Regions from separate parts of the Sus scrofa genome. Here region 2 is linked to region 1. Evidence: chromatin contacts called from public Hi-C data. All regions are on one chromosome and are shown on one strand. The core of a region is the stretch at or near the end of the contact, and the rest is flanking DNA. Distances in the headings are between cores, read along the strand shown. Region 1 has its middle 31 kb from the start of GADD45G. Region 2 has its middle 180 kb from the start of GADD45G.

Evidence for each region. Hi-C and Micro-C count contacts between places; a contact is called where the count stands out from the background.
Region 2: a contact with region 1 is called in a Hi-C map of liver, with 9 times the contacts expected there. The contact joins two enhancer-like sites. A contact is called at or near these places in 2 of 47 Hi-C or Micro-C datasets (both in liver) and 1 of 2 datasets of contacts at active chromatin or transcription factors (skeletal muscle).

The regions. Positions count from the first base shown.
Region 1 is chr14:1,193,779-1,199,904 of Sscrofa11.1, reverse strand. No RefSeq gene overlaps it. Among named protein-coding and RNA genes, the nearest start is that of GADD45G, 31 kb to the right of the region's middle. Within about 2 kb of position 4,359, at least 3 of the 83 cell types and tissues checked have an H3K27ac peak or open chromatin away from gene starts, as enhancers often do. A contact at or near this core is called in liver, where this site is marked.
Region 2 is chr14:1,340,226-1,346,279 of Sscrofa11.1, reverse strand. No RefSeq gene overlaps it. Among named protein-coding and RNA genes, the nearest start is that of GADD45G, 180 kb to the right of the region's middle. Within about 2 kb of position 1,264, at least 1 of the 83 cell types and tissues checked has an H3K27ac peak or open chromatin away from gene starts, as enhancers often do. A contact at or near this core is called in liver, where this site is marked.

The DNA of each region.
Region 1 (6,126 bases), core at 3,110-5,609:
ACTTTGGAAGACACAGTTGGCCCCAGGGCCTGGCCTGCAAATCTGACCCCTGATGCTTAAGGAGTAGGGGTGGGGCAGTGTCCTCCCCAAGACACAGGTGAGCTAACTCCGGAGCCCCACCCCAGCATCCTCTTAGAAAGTTCCACACGGGGAGTTCTCTTCGTGGCTCAGTGGTTAACGTCCCAACTAGGATCCACGAGGATGCGGGTTCAATCCTGGGTTAAGGATTCTGCATTGCTGTGGCTGTGGTGTAGGCCGGCAGCTGTAGCTCTGATTCAACCCCTAGCTTGGGAACCTCCATATGCTGCAGGTGAGGCCCTAAAAAAGCAAAAAAAAAAAAAAAAAAAAGAAAGAAAGAAAGAAGGAAAGTTCCACCCAGGAAGGCGGTGTTTCTTAACAGCTCTCTCAGTGAGCCTGGATGTGAGCCACAACTGAGCAAGAGGCCCAAAGTCAGGAGAAATGAGGTAAACTCTAAAAGTCTATATTACCAACATCAATGAGAAGTGCTGGTCAGGTCTGTAGCTCCTGGTCCCTGTCCTCTCTTGCCTCTCCCAGACCCATCACACACCTTCAGTTCAGCCTCCAGCCGTGATCCAAGTCCTAAGGCCAAAAGCTGGGTGCCTTTAAACAGGAGAAAAGATTAACCTTGGAGACAGTTAGACAGAGGCTGCAAAGTGGTGGCCACCCACGGCGGCTGGAAGCAAGTATGAATTACAGCGGCCATGCCAACAGTACTAGGGTCCCAGGCCTTTCTGCTGGGTGATTTGGCATTTGCCCTCTGCCTTCTCAGGCCCTGGGTGCATCCCCTGCAGGTTAGACAGGGGTGGGGGAAGGGAATGATGCTGGAAATAGATCTCTGACCACAGGCCTCCAGGGACCTGTGGCAACACTGAGACCTGGGACTCAAGGAACACAAAGGCCAGGACCCAACCCTGGCACCACCCTGCAAGCATTCTCTCTCTCTCCCCACTCCACTCCACTAGACTTTGGGAAATACCAGGGGAGCAGCCACCAGGTACCAAGGCTGTGATGATTTGCAGAGCTACACAGGCATCCATGGGGAAGGCCAGAGGTGCCACTCAACCCTCTCCCGGGTCCACCAGCCCTCCGTCATCCTTTCTTCCTGCAGCATCCATGAGGACCTCTGCTTTGGAGGGTGCAGAGGGGCACGGAAGAGAGAGAGCGGAAGTTACCGTAGGGTCTGTGGGCAAGAGCGCTGACCCTCAGGATGCACAGGGCTCTGCTCCGCCCTGGGAGTTTGGGACCAACTGTTGGCTATGTTTTCCTTGCTACCCACACACTTGTCATCAGCCTGGGGAAGTGAAAGTCATATTTCTGGCTACCCACAGACTTTGGTGATGGAGGGAGCGGGGATCTTGCATGCCAGCAGAAGCCAACCAGTGGGTTCCTGGATGCAGACAGGAGAGCATCCAACCCACATGTCCAGGGAGACCCCAGCCCCTCCCCCGAGAGCATGGAGACTGAGCATCTCCTGGGCTGGCTTGTTATTGGCCTTGAATCTCTGGCTGGGGGCGGAGGGTGGGGTGTCTGCCGCCTCTGTTGGGGGCAGGGAGACCTGCAGTCTGGGTCTCGTCCCTCCTCCAGAGCCAGGACAAGGAACAAGAAAGGCATCAGAGGAGTTCCCACTGTGGCTCAGCAGGTTACGAAACCGACCAGTATCCATGAGGATGTGGGTTAGGGATCTGGCATTGTTTGGCTGTGGTGTAGGCCTGCAGCTGCAGCTCCGATTCGACCCTTAGCCTGGGAACCTCCATATGCTGCAGGTAAGGCCCTAAAAAGACAAAAAAAAAAAAAAGGCAGCAGAGTAGGGACAAGGAAGTCAGGGAGGAGGAAGGAAAGACTGGGTGCTGGAGGCCCAGACCGGCAGCCACAGCTGTTCTCTGGATGGAAAGCTCATTGGGCAGCCGGAGGGAATGTCAGCAAACCTCAGGGCTCAGAAGCAACTGGCTTTCCTGTTACCCGGTTCCCACTGGTGACCCTGCACAGGCCAGGCCAACTCAGAACATTCAGTACAAATGCTTGACTGCCCTAAAAAAAGACTCCAGCTGCTGGCACCAGGGCTGCTTGGAAAGCGGGCTCCTTGGGAACCAAAGGAACCCTATCCACACTTGAGAGAACAAAGCCAACAGAAAGCAAGACCTGCTTCTGTGTGGCCACAGGAAGGACACACCACATCAGATGTGGGAGGCAATGGCCAGCGTGATGGCAGCCAGAAAGCTACTGGAGTGGGGCCCCAGAGCATGCTGGGACAGAGAGCTGCAGGCGGGGCATTGCAGGTTGCGTGAACCTCAGCAGGGCCATTTCCAGGGTGGTTTCTTCTGATAACCACATCCTCCTCTCACTGCAGTGTTGAGCACGCTTGGTCCCAGCACGGTCCTTGGGCTGCATGGTGTGTTAGCATGTGGGTACATTCCCAGCAGGTGGAAGAAAGAGTCAGGGCCCCGGAGCTCCAGGACACAGACTGGTCCATTTGCAGCAGCCGAGTTTACAGGGCTGAAGGGAAGGAGCAGAACGGATCCCTGAGCACCACTGACGTGTCCTTGAGTAGATGCACTGCTGTAGAATAAACCAGTGAGCTTCTGAGCGGGTGTGGGTGCGGGGCTAATAAATGACAGAGAAAGGGCTGCAGACACTCCCAAGAGAAAACTGAGACAACTGGAGATGTCCTGCTCTGTGTAGCCCCCTAGGCCTGAGTAAGCACCTGTGAGACGCTCACAGATCCCTCCAAGGATGTACCCACTTTGTGTATCATTTCTTCTCTCCACACTGTGGGTTGCATACCAACCACTCTGATTAATGCAACAGTGAACTCTGCTCTGTCCCTCCTAAAGGGCCAGCATTGTCCCCAGGACTTTCCCCACAGTTTGCTCTTTAAACCACACAGTAATCCTGGGAGGTGCACCTGCTTTTGTTTTTTGTTTGTTTGTTTGTTTTTGCTTTTTAGGCCCGCACCTGCAGCATATGGAGGTTCCCAAGCTAGGGGTCTAATTGGAGCTACAGCTGCTGGTCTACGCCACAGCCACAGCAACACCAGATCTGAGCAGCATCTTCAACCTACACCACAGCTCATGGCAACACCAGATCCTTAACCCAGTGAATGAGGCCAGGGATTGAACCCACAACCTCATGGTTCCTAATCGGATTGGTTTCCGCTGTGCCACGACGGGAACTCCTACACCTGCTCTTATATCCCCAGAGTGCAGATGGGAAAACTGAGGCACAGAGAAGTGGCATAGCTTGCTCCAGGCTGATGATGGAGGCCTGGCTCGAGAACCTGCTCCCTGTGTGCCCCCCAGCCCCTCAGCCCACCTCTGCCAGGACCACAATGTCATCTCTGGCAAATCAGTGGGCTCTTGGGGCCTGGGCTTCACAGCTTGAGGATGAAATGCTGGGCAAGGTGAGCCAGGCTCCTGCAGCTTCAACTCGCATTTGATTCGATCACCAGACATTTGCCCCAGACACGACCCTTGTTCTGAACAAGACAAGATCCTGCCCTCAGGGTCTGCCTTCTAATGGAGGGGGGTGCAGCAAGAAAGAGAACCGTCTCTTTCAGGAAGGAAGCAGCAGGTGCCACGGAATGTGGATAGCGACAAGCTGCCAGGAAAAGAGGAGGCAGAGGGCCCAGGACAAGCAGCCAGTCTCATGGGAGCTGGAGTTGCTGAGAACCTGAGATGTGAGCCAGGAGGGGAAGGCTCCATGGGATCTGGCTCAGTGGGCTGGGGCCAGGGGTGGGGGCGGAGCAGAGGGAGGAGCATCAATCAGCCCCTGGAGGCCGGCCCTCAGCTCAGGTGCTCTGACGTCACAGCAGCCCCAGGCAGGTTTCTGTGGGTCACCCAAGGGTGGCTTAGGCTCAGACAGCAAAGTACTGGCCACGGGATGAGGGGACACAAAGGGAAGCCGCGCCTGAATGTGGGGACTATGAAGCACAAAATGCAAGAAGCCCCAGCCTGCAATAGGGAGGGGCAGAAGCGGAAAACTGGGGACTGCTTGTCCCCGCAACAGCACCAAAGCAAACATGCTTGGAACGCAGGAGCAGATGTTTAAACTGCGTGGGTGCTGAGTCTTGTCCTCTACCCTGTGAGGTTTCCAGCTTAGCAGAGGTGCGATTGCAATCTAGTTCAGCCCTCCTGAGTGACCTGAGAGAGGACAGAGGCAGCGACAGACCAGGGCCAAGGGCTGCAGGGGCCTGTGTCGGCAGGTGCACATGGAGAGAGAGGCTCCACGTGACGGCTGAGCTGGGAGAGGACAAGGCCGACTCAGGGCTCTGGGTCAGGGCATGGTCACAACCGGGTCCCCTTGGGATCCAGAGCGGAGTGGCTTGGCACTTTCAGAACAGCACACAGGTGGTGTGTTCAGGTTCATGTTTACTTAGCCATGCTGCTGATGGCTTGAGGATTAGCCCACAGTGTCCTGTAGGACAAATGGCTCAACTTCCAAGGCCTCTCCTTGTACTGAGGCCACAGTACAACAGAGGCCACAGACCCTGTGTCACAACAGCAAAAGCACTGATATCCACCCAAACAGACCATCCCTGATGGCCAGGCTCCTCACTCAGAGGAAGGGGAGGAAGCCCTGGCGGTCTCAGGGGCCTCCCAGCCATCTGGTGACATAGGCCCTGGAGGCCCCTATCCACTTAAGACAGGGGTCAGCCACAAGGTACAGCAGAGCCCAAAAAAGAGAGCGAGTAATATCTGCAAACGCAGAACTGGCTTCAAGTTTCTTAGTGCTCGGGTAAAGTTTGGGGCGCTTTTTTTTTTTTTTGTGGCCACCCCACGGTATACAGCATTTATAAGCCTGGGATCGGGTCTGACCTGAGCCACAGATGCAATAATATTGGCTCCTTTTAACCCACTGTGCCAGGCTGGGGATCGAACCTGTGTCCCAGCGCTCCAAAGACAATGCCAATCCTATTGTGCCACAGTGGGAACTCCTCAAGGAAAGTATTTTTAAGGTATTTTTAAATGCTGGGGAAAAGGCCCTCATTTCCCTTAATGAATGGGATCTGGTACAATCTGAGGATTAAAACAAAAATCTGTCTCAGAGTTCCCACTGTGGTGCAGCAGAAACAAATCCGACTAGGAACCATGAGGTTGTGGGTTCCATCCCTGAACTCACTCAGTGGGTTAATGATCCAGCGTTGCTGTGATCTGTGGTGTAGCCAGCAGGCGAGGCTCAGATCTGTCGTTGCTGTGGCTGTGGTGTAGGCTCGCAGCTGTAGCTCCGATTAGACCCCTGGCATGGGAATCTCCATATGCTGCAGGTGCGGCCCTAAAAAACAAACAAACAAAAAAAAATCAGTCTCATGGATTTACTTAGATAAAGGGAGCTAATCAGTGGAAAACTAGCAGCCAGATAGCTAGCTGACCAGAAGGAGAAGACGGCCCCTACCTCCAAAAAGCCCACTGATGCCACGAGCCCTGAGGCTGCCCACGTGACCAGGTCTCTACCCAGGGAGCCAGGAGCCCTCCTCAGCCTCCAAAATGAGGTCCTCTCCCCAGGGTATGTGGGCCCCCAGCCCTGGGCGCAGGGAGGGTTTTGCATGTGTCATGCAGTGATGAAAGACCGTGGGGATTCAACACTGGCAAAGTCACTGGCAGAAAGTCCAGCATGACTTTGCCAGCTTCAAGGAGGGATTGGACCCCCATAAAACAATGAGTGCTGGCTGAAAACTGCGGGAACTTGGAAGGAATCTATCAGCGTCCTGATGTTTGTATTTCTTTCATTCTTGTTCTAAAATCTACACCAAGGTGTTCCCACCGTGGTGCAATGGGTTAAGAATCCAACTGCAGTGGCTCAGGTTGCTGTGGAGATATGGTTTTGATCCCTGCCCAGCGCAGTGGGTTAAGGATCTGGTATTACCACAGCTGTGGCACAGGTCTCAGGTGGATTTGATCCTTGGCACAGGAACTTCCATAGGCCACGTGTATGGCCAAAAAAAGTAAAACCAATGCCAATTGGTATCTAAGGTCATCAGAGATGAATTCGTTGTTGATTTTAAAGAAGGACTCCCAGGGAGTTCCTGTTGTGGCTCAGCAGAAACAAACCCAACTGGTATCCTTGAGGATACAGATTCAATCCCTGGCCTGGCTCAGTGGGTTAAGGGTC
Region 2 (6,054 bases), core at 15-2,514, 150 kb before region 1:
CCTAGGCCACTGCACCACAGCAGGAACTCCTCCAATCATATCACTATTTCTATTATTCTTATTTTTTGTATTGAAATATGTGCCAACAAAAAATTATGTGTAAGAACACTATTCTTATACTCTTATTTAACTATAAAACAAACCCAACTTCATATTAGTACAAATAAAACTATAAAATTAACATCACGGTAAAATTGTATATTTAATATGAATGATGTTGTAATAATATGAATTATTGTAACTGACTGATGATAGGGAGAGAAACATAGTCTTGTGTTCAATTGTCTATTTATTTATCATTTTTAAATCCACATTTAAATATATTAAAGAGTAATAAGCATCTTGATTTTGTTTATTAGTTCAGCATAATCTTACAGCTAACCAAAAAATGCCAGCAAGGCTCAAAAGTCACTTTTGATCAAATGTCTCTGCATAAATTAGTCACATTGTCTTGTTCACTTGAAAATACAACAGTCATTTTTCTATTACGTAAATATATGTTAGATTTCTAGTAGAAATAATTCTGCAAGGAGAACAGAAAAACTTTCCAATAGTTACTCCAACATTTACTGCAAATAAATTGTTATGACACAACAGGTAATAGGACAGGCCGTGCAAAGAACATCCATTCCCAATGTGACTATGGTTTTGACAAACAGAGTCCACATTCCTTTGATGTTGACAAGTTGATACTCCCTGGTTTGGTGTGAAGACTTGGCCTTCATTCACCTGTTCTCCATCCAAACTCCTATGAAACTTTCATGACCTCCTTCTGATGTACTTTGACCTGAAAGCTATCCGCCACCCAAAAGGTCAGTGGCACAAGTTCTAGTGAGTGTGATCTGAGTCAAGTCCATCCACGTGAGCTCTCCAAATGATCCAGAACAGACCTGTGATATTTTATTTTTAAATATCACCAATGTTAAAAACCAAAAAGTGCTCATGGATTTCCGAGAACAGGTCCACAGGCCTCTAATATTTGGCCAAGCTCAGTTGAGAAATACAGATTTACAGGATAAATTCTAGACGCTTGAGTGTGGTGCCTATGACCCACCTCAAATCAGGCCTCATTGTCCACTGCTGTTCTCATCTCCTACATCTTCCTGAGTGCCCTCGAGCTTCTAACACATGGCCTTTGTGCCGGCCACCAAATGCCAGTTCCTTTATGGATGTTCTTTTATTTAAATGTTCATCACCTCCTTTGCCCAAACACATCCACTGGCCCACTGAAATGCCACCAGCTCTGTGGCACTTTCCTATCTCTCTCCGCAGAACTGGTTATTCCACCTTGATGCCCAAGTTGCCCTCTGAACATCCAGCACTGGGTCCTGTGCCAATATCATCACCGGTTGTTCTTCCCTCCAGGATGCCTGCTGTTTCAAAGATGAGGTTGGATCGTGCTCAGTTTTTATTTTCACAGTGCTCGGTAAGGTCCCAAGGAATAGTAGAAAATATATAAAAATATGATAAATGGGGGAGGGGGAGAATGAGTACATGAGTACATGAAAGTTCTGGAATTGGAGTACACAACTGGAGGTTTGAGATCCAGATTACATTTCCGAGTTGTTAGGACGTTAGGCAAGTTTCTCTACATAGATGTGGACGTCAGCTGCAAAAATGACAATGGCAACATTTGACTTACCAACGTCACAGTGTTACTGCAAGATGCAAGATCAACTTGAACTAGGGCACTTGAAAGCATTTCTAAAACTAACTATAAAATGCAACAAAACAATTTGCAACTTTTTTCCAAATTGGATTAGATAATTTTCCAGCTACAAGTCCTCATCCATCTATAGCATCGTATTGGTGTACTTCCATATTGTCATGTTTTATGCATGACACAAATAATTTTTTTAATTTTCAGTTGGTATCATTTTATTTTTTTCAGTTGGTATCATTTTAGGTAAGACCCAGAACACCCATAGCCACATGGTGCTAAGTTCAAGAAGTACTCTGTCCACAGATAATGGAGTGAAAGCAGTGGTATCAACTGAGAGATCAGTTTGTGAATAGAGGTTGTTGGACTCAGATCTGACTTTCAAATCTAGCTCTGCCATGTTTTATTTGTACAGCTTTGGACAGAGTTAATTTCCCTGGGCCTTGGCTTTCTCATTTGTATCAACTCCAGTGGACTACTGGGACAATTACACAATAGACAATCTATTCTATTTCTTTTTTTTTGGCTTTTTGTCTTTTGAGGGTTGAACCTGCAGCATATGGAAGTTCCCAGGCTAGGGGTCTGTAGCTGTAGCTGCCAGCCTATGCCAGAGGCACAGCAACTCGGGATCCAAGCCTCGTCTGCAACCTACACCACAGCTCAAGGCAACGCCGGTCCTTTAACCCACTGAGAAATGCCAGGGATCGAACCCGAATCCTCATGGATGTTAGTCAGGTTCATTAACCACTGAGCCACGATGGGAAATCCCTTTTTATTTATTTATTTGTCTTTATAAATATTTATTTACTTTATTTATTTATTGTCTTTTCTATTTCATTTAGATTATGTATAAAATATAGGAGGATATAATATAGGGACCTGTCTGTTAGAACAACTATGAAAAGCCAGTGAGAGGAGGAAAGACCCCCAAGGGACAAGTTTCTACAGGTTTGTGTCAACTGAAAAAAAAAAAAGTACAACCTAGAATTTGAGAACTATGTTTTATTCAGCGGACAAAACCTAAGCCCAGGAGGCAGCCTCTAGCTCTGTGGGACTGCTCCAAAGAGGAAAGGGAGAAGCGAAGATACATAAGTGTTTTTGCCACAAAGACCAGCTAGTCAGAATATCAAAAGATTACAGTTAATTAAAGAAAATCAGGTATCTCAAGTTAATGAATTTAGCGCTTTTCTCTCTATGGGAAAATGCAAGAGTCTGGGCTCATTGCAATCATTCCTTTGATATGCATCTCAGCTGTCTGAAGCCAGTATCCTCAGCTTTCCCATTCTGAGTCCCCTCAGGGCACATCCTTGGGGGAGGTTGCAGAGGCTGAGGGCTCCTTGGCAGGTATCCTGTTTTCTATCCAGAGGTTCCCCAAGGCTGGGGGTTGGGGGGCGCAGCTGTAGTATGATGGCTTAATGGCTACAACATCCTTTGTTTGCTGATATGACAGGCGGCATTTCTTTTACTCTAAGCTGTCGGGAGCATTGTGTTGGTTGAACCCAAGCCTTCTGCCTCACTAAGAGCCAAGCTAAAGGTAAGGGTTGGATATCTCTAAATAATAGGAGAAATCTTAAGAAATAGCTTTTGTGGAGGAGTTCCTGTCATGGCTCAGCAGAAATGAATCTGACTAGCATCTATGAGGACGCAGTTTCCATCCCTGACTTCAATCAGTGGGTTAAGGATCTGGCGTTGCTATGAGCTGCGGTGTAGGTTGCAGACATGGCTCAAATCTGGCATTGCTGTGGGTGTGGCGCAGGCCAGAGTCTACAGCTCCAATTAGACCCCTAGCCTGGGAACATCCATATGCCGATGGAGCAGCCCTAAAAAGACAAATAAAAAAAAGTGAAAAAAATAAAAATTTTAAAAATAGCTTTTGTGAAGATGAAGAGAAGAGAAAGCATTGCTAACATGTAAGAGGAATTCTTCATGGAGAAACAGAAGGGGTTTTTGTGTTGTTTGGGGTTTTTTGTTTGTTTTTCTGTTTTTACAGCCACACCCATGGCATATGGAAGTTCCTGGGTTGGTGATAGAATTAGAGCTGCAGCTGCTAGCCTATGCCACAGTCAGGGCAGCGCTGGGTCTGAGATGCATCTGAGACCTATGATGCAGCTTTCGGCAATGCCAGATCCTTAACCCACTGAGTGAAGCAAGAGATAGAACATGTATCCTCACAGACACTATGTCAGGTTCTTAACCTGCTGAGTCACAATGGGAACTCCAAGAAACAGAGGTACTTAACAGCTTTCTTTAAGAAATTTGATACTGGGGGTTCCTGTTTTGGTGCAATGGAAAGGAATCCAGCTAGTATTCATGAGGAGGGGTGTTTGATCCTGGCATTGCTCAGTGGGTGTAGGTCACAGACACAGCTCGGATCTAGCGTTGCTGTGGCTGTGGTGTAGGCCGGCAGCTGTAGCTCCGATTTGACCCCTAGCCTGGGAATCTCCATATGCCACAGGTGCAGCCCTAAAAAGAAGGAAGGAAGGAAAGACAGAAAGAAAGAAAGAGGGAGAGAGAGAGAAAGAAAGAAAGAAAGAAAGAAAGAAAGAAAGAAAGAAAGAAAGAAAGAAAGAAAGAAAGAAAGAGAGAGAGAGAGAGAAAGAAAGAAAGAAAGAGAGAAAGAAAGAGAGAGAGAAAGAAGGAAGGACAGAAAGAAAGAGAGAGAGACAGAAAGAAAGAAAGAAAGAAAGAAAGAGAGAGAGAGAGAGAGAGAGAGAGAAAGAAAGAAAGAAAGAAAGAAAGAAAGAAAGAAAGAAAGAAAGAAAGAAAGAAAGAAAGAAAGAAAGAGAAAGAAAGAAAATTTGTTACTGATGTCCCATAACTCTTTCCCTGGTCTTCCCAGAAGCGTTAGTGAAAATCTGTCGCCCCTTATTCTAAGGTTGCAATCGGGGAAACTGATCATAGGAACTCATCACCAGGAATCAGGCTCCCTCGTGCACACAAAGCCCAAGGCCTGAGACCAATCTGGCTTTATTTATTTATTTTTTTCCCATCAAATCATCAGTTGACAATTTTTCCTCCACTGAGCATGTGGGAGCCCTTCCTCCCTCCAGCCTCCCCTCTCCTCTACATCCAAGACATCGCATCTTACCTCTACCATGCCCACTTTCACTCTGAGCTCAAGAAGTCAGAGGGAGGTGCATGCTTTGGGTTCTGAGCCATCCGCAAAACAAACAGGTCTTCCCCCGGAATGCTGGCCCTTCCTAAGGGCTCAACTTTGAAGTGTTAATCCATTCCTCTCCCAAGAAGAGGAGAGACTGAGGAGGAGGAGGAAGAGGAGGAGGGAGAAAACTTTTGCTACCAGAAATGCATCTCCTGGCCATAGTGGATGTCCCTGTTCAGGGGATTGCTGGCTAGGCCTGGCACAGTCACAAGGGCTGGAGTACAGAACTCGCCACATGCTTGCTGTGATGATGTCTATTATTCCAATCATATTTTATCAAGTACTGTAGCCCTGCTGACATCGTCACCATAACCTACAGCTTGAACTGGCCCCTCTCCTTTAGAGGCCCAGCTGTCCCTGGGAAGGTGTCAGAGGCCCAGTATCTGCCCTCCAGCCCCCAACTGGCGGGCCTGCAAGCTGCTTTGAGGATCAAAGAAGTTCTGGAATGATACAAGAGTTAGAGATCAAGGCGACTCACCTGTTCTTTCAAAGGATCAGAAAGAATGCCTTGTTTAGGGAGGCTTGGAGCCCGTGCATTTTAACCAAAGGGAGTTTCAATTACAAGATGAATGATACAAAGTCCTGGTTTATGCACATGGCCACGGAGCTGGAGGGAAAGGACCAGGGCCTCTCGCTGACCACAGCTCTTCACAGCATGTCTGGGAGGCAGCCAAGGGGAGGGCCTTGGTGCCAAGGTCATTGTGAAGTGCCACTAAGACCTGGGGAGATTGTGGTAAGATTAGAGGAAGTTTGCCAAGCAAGACAGTGAGGAGGCGGGGAAGGGAGAGGGCAAATGCAGAAAAGACAGCAGCATCCTTTGGGGACAGAGAACAATGCTTTATAAATCGTTATAAATTGCATGTCTTGATGGGCTCCGTCCTGGCGTCTCTGAGAAAGGCAAGCCCAGCTCTGGGAAAACTGCTGACCACACTCATGGAAAGAAGCCCATCTCTTTGCGCTGCACTGATACGCCCTTTAAAATGGGGGATGAGAGATCTTATGTCTACTTATCTCCAAGGAGCGCTGGGCTCAACAGCTTCAAAAGCCCCCTTGCCCATCTGTGATTGTCACAGAAACTGTGATTTTCTCTTTTCTTGGACCACCATGCTCAGATGGCAGGCAAAAGCATGAGTTAGCAAGTTGCCTCTCTGGGAGCTAGGCAGGGGGTATGCATTTTGTTTTGACCCAGACATATTTGCAGTCACATGGTACTGGTCATGGCTCGGCTCCATGA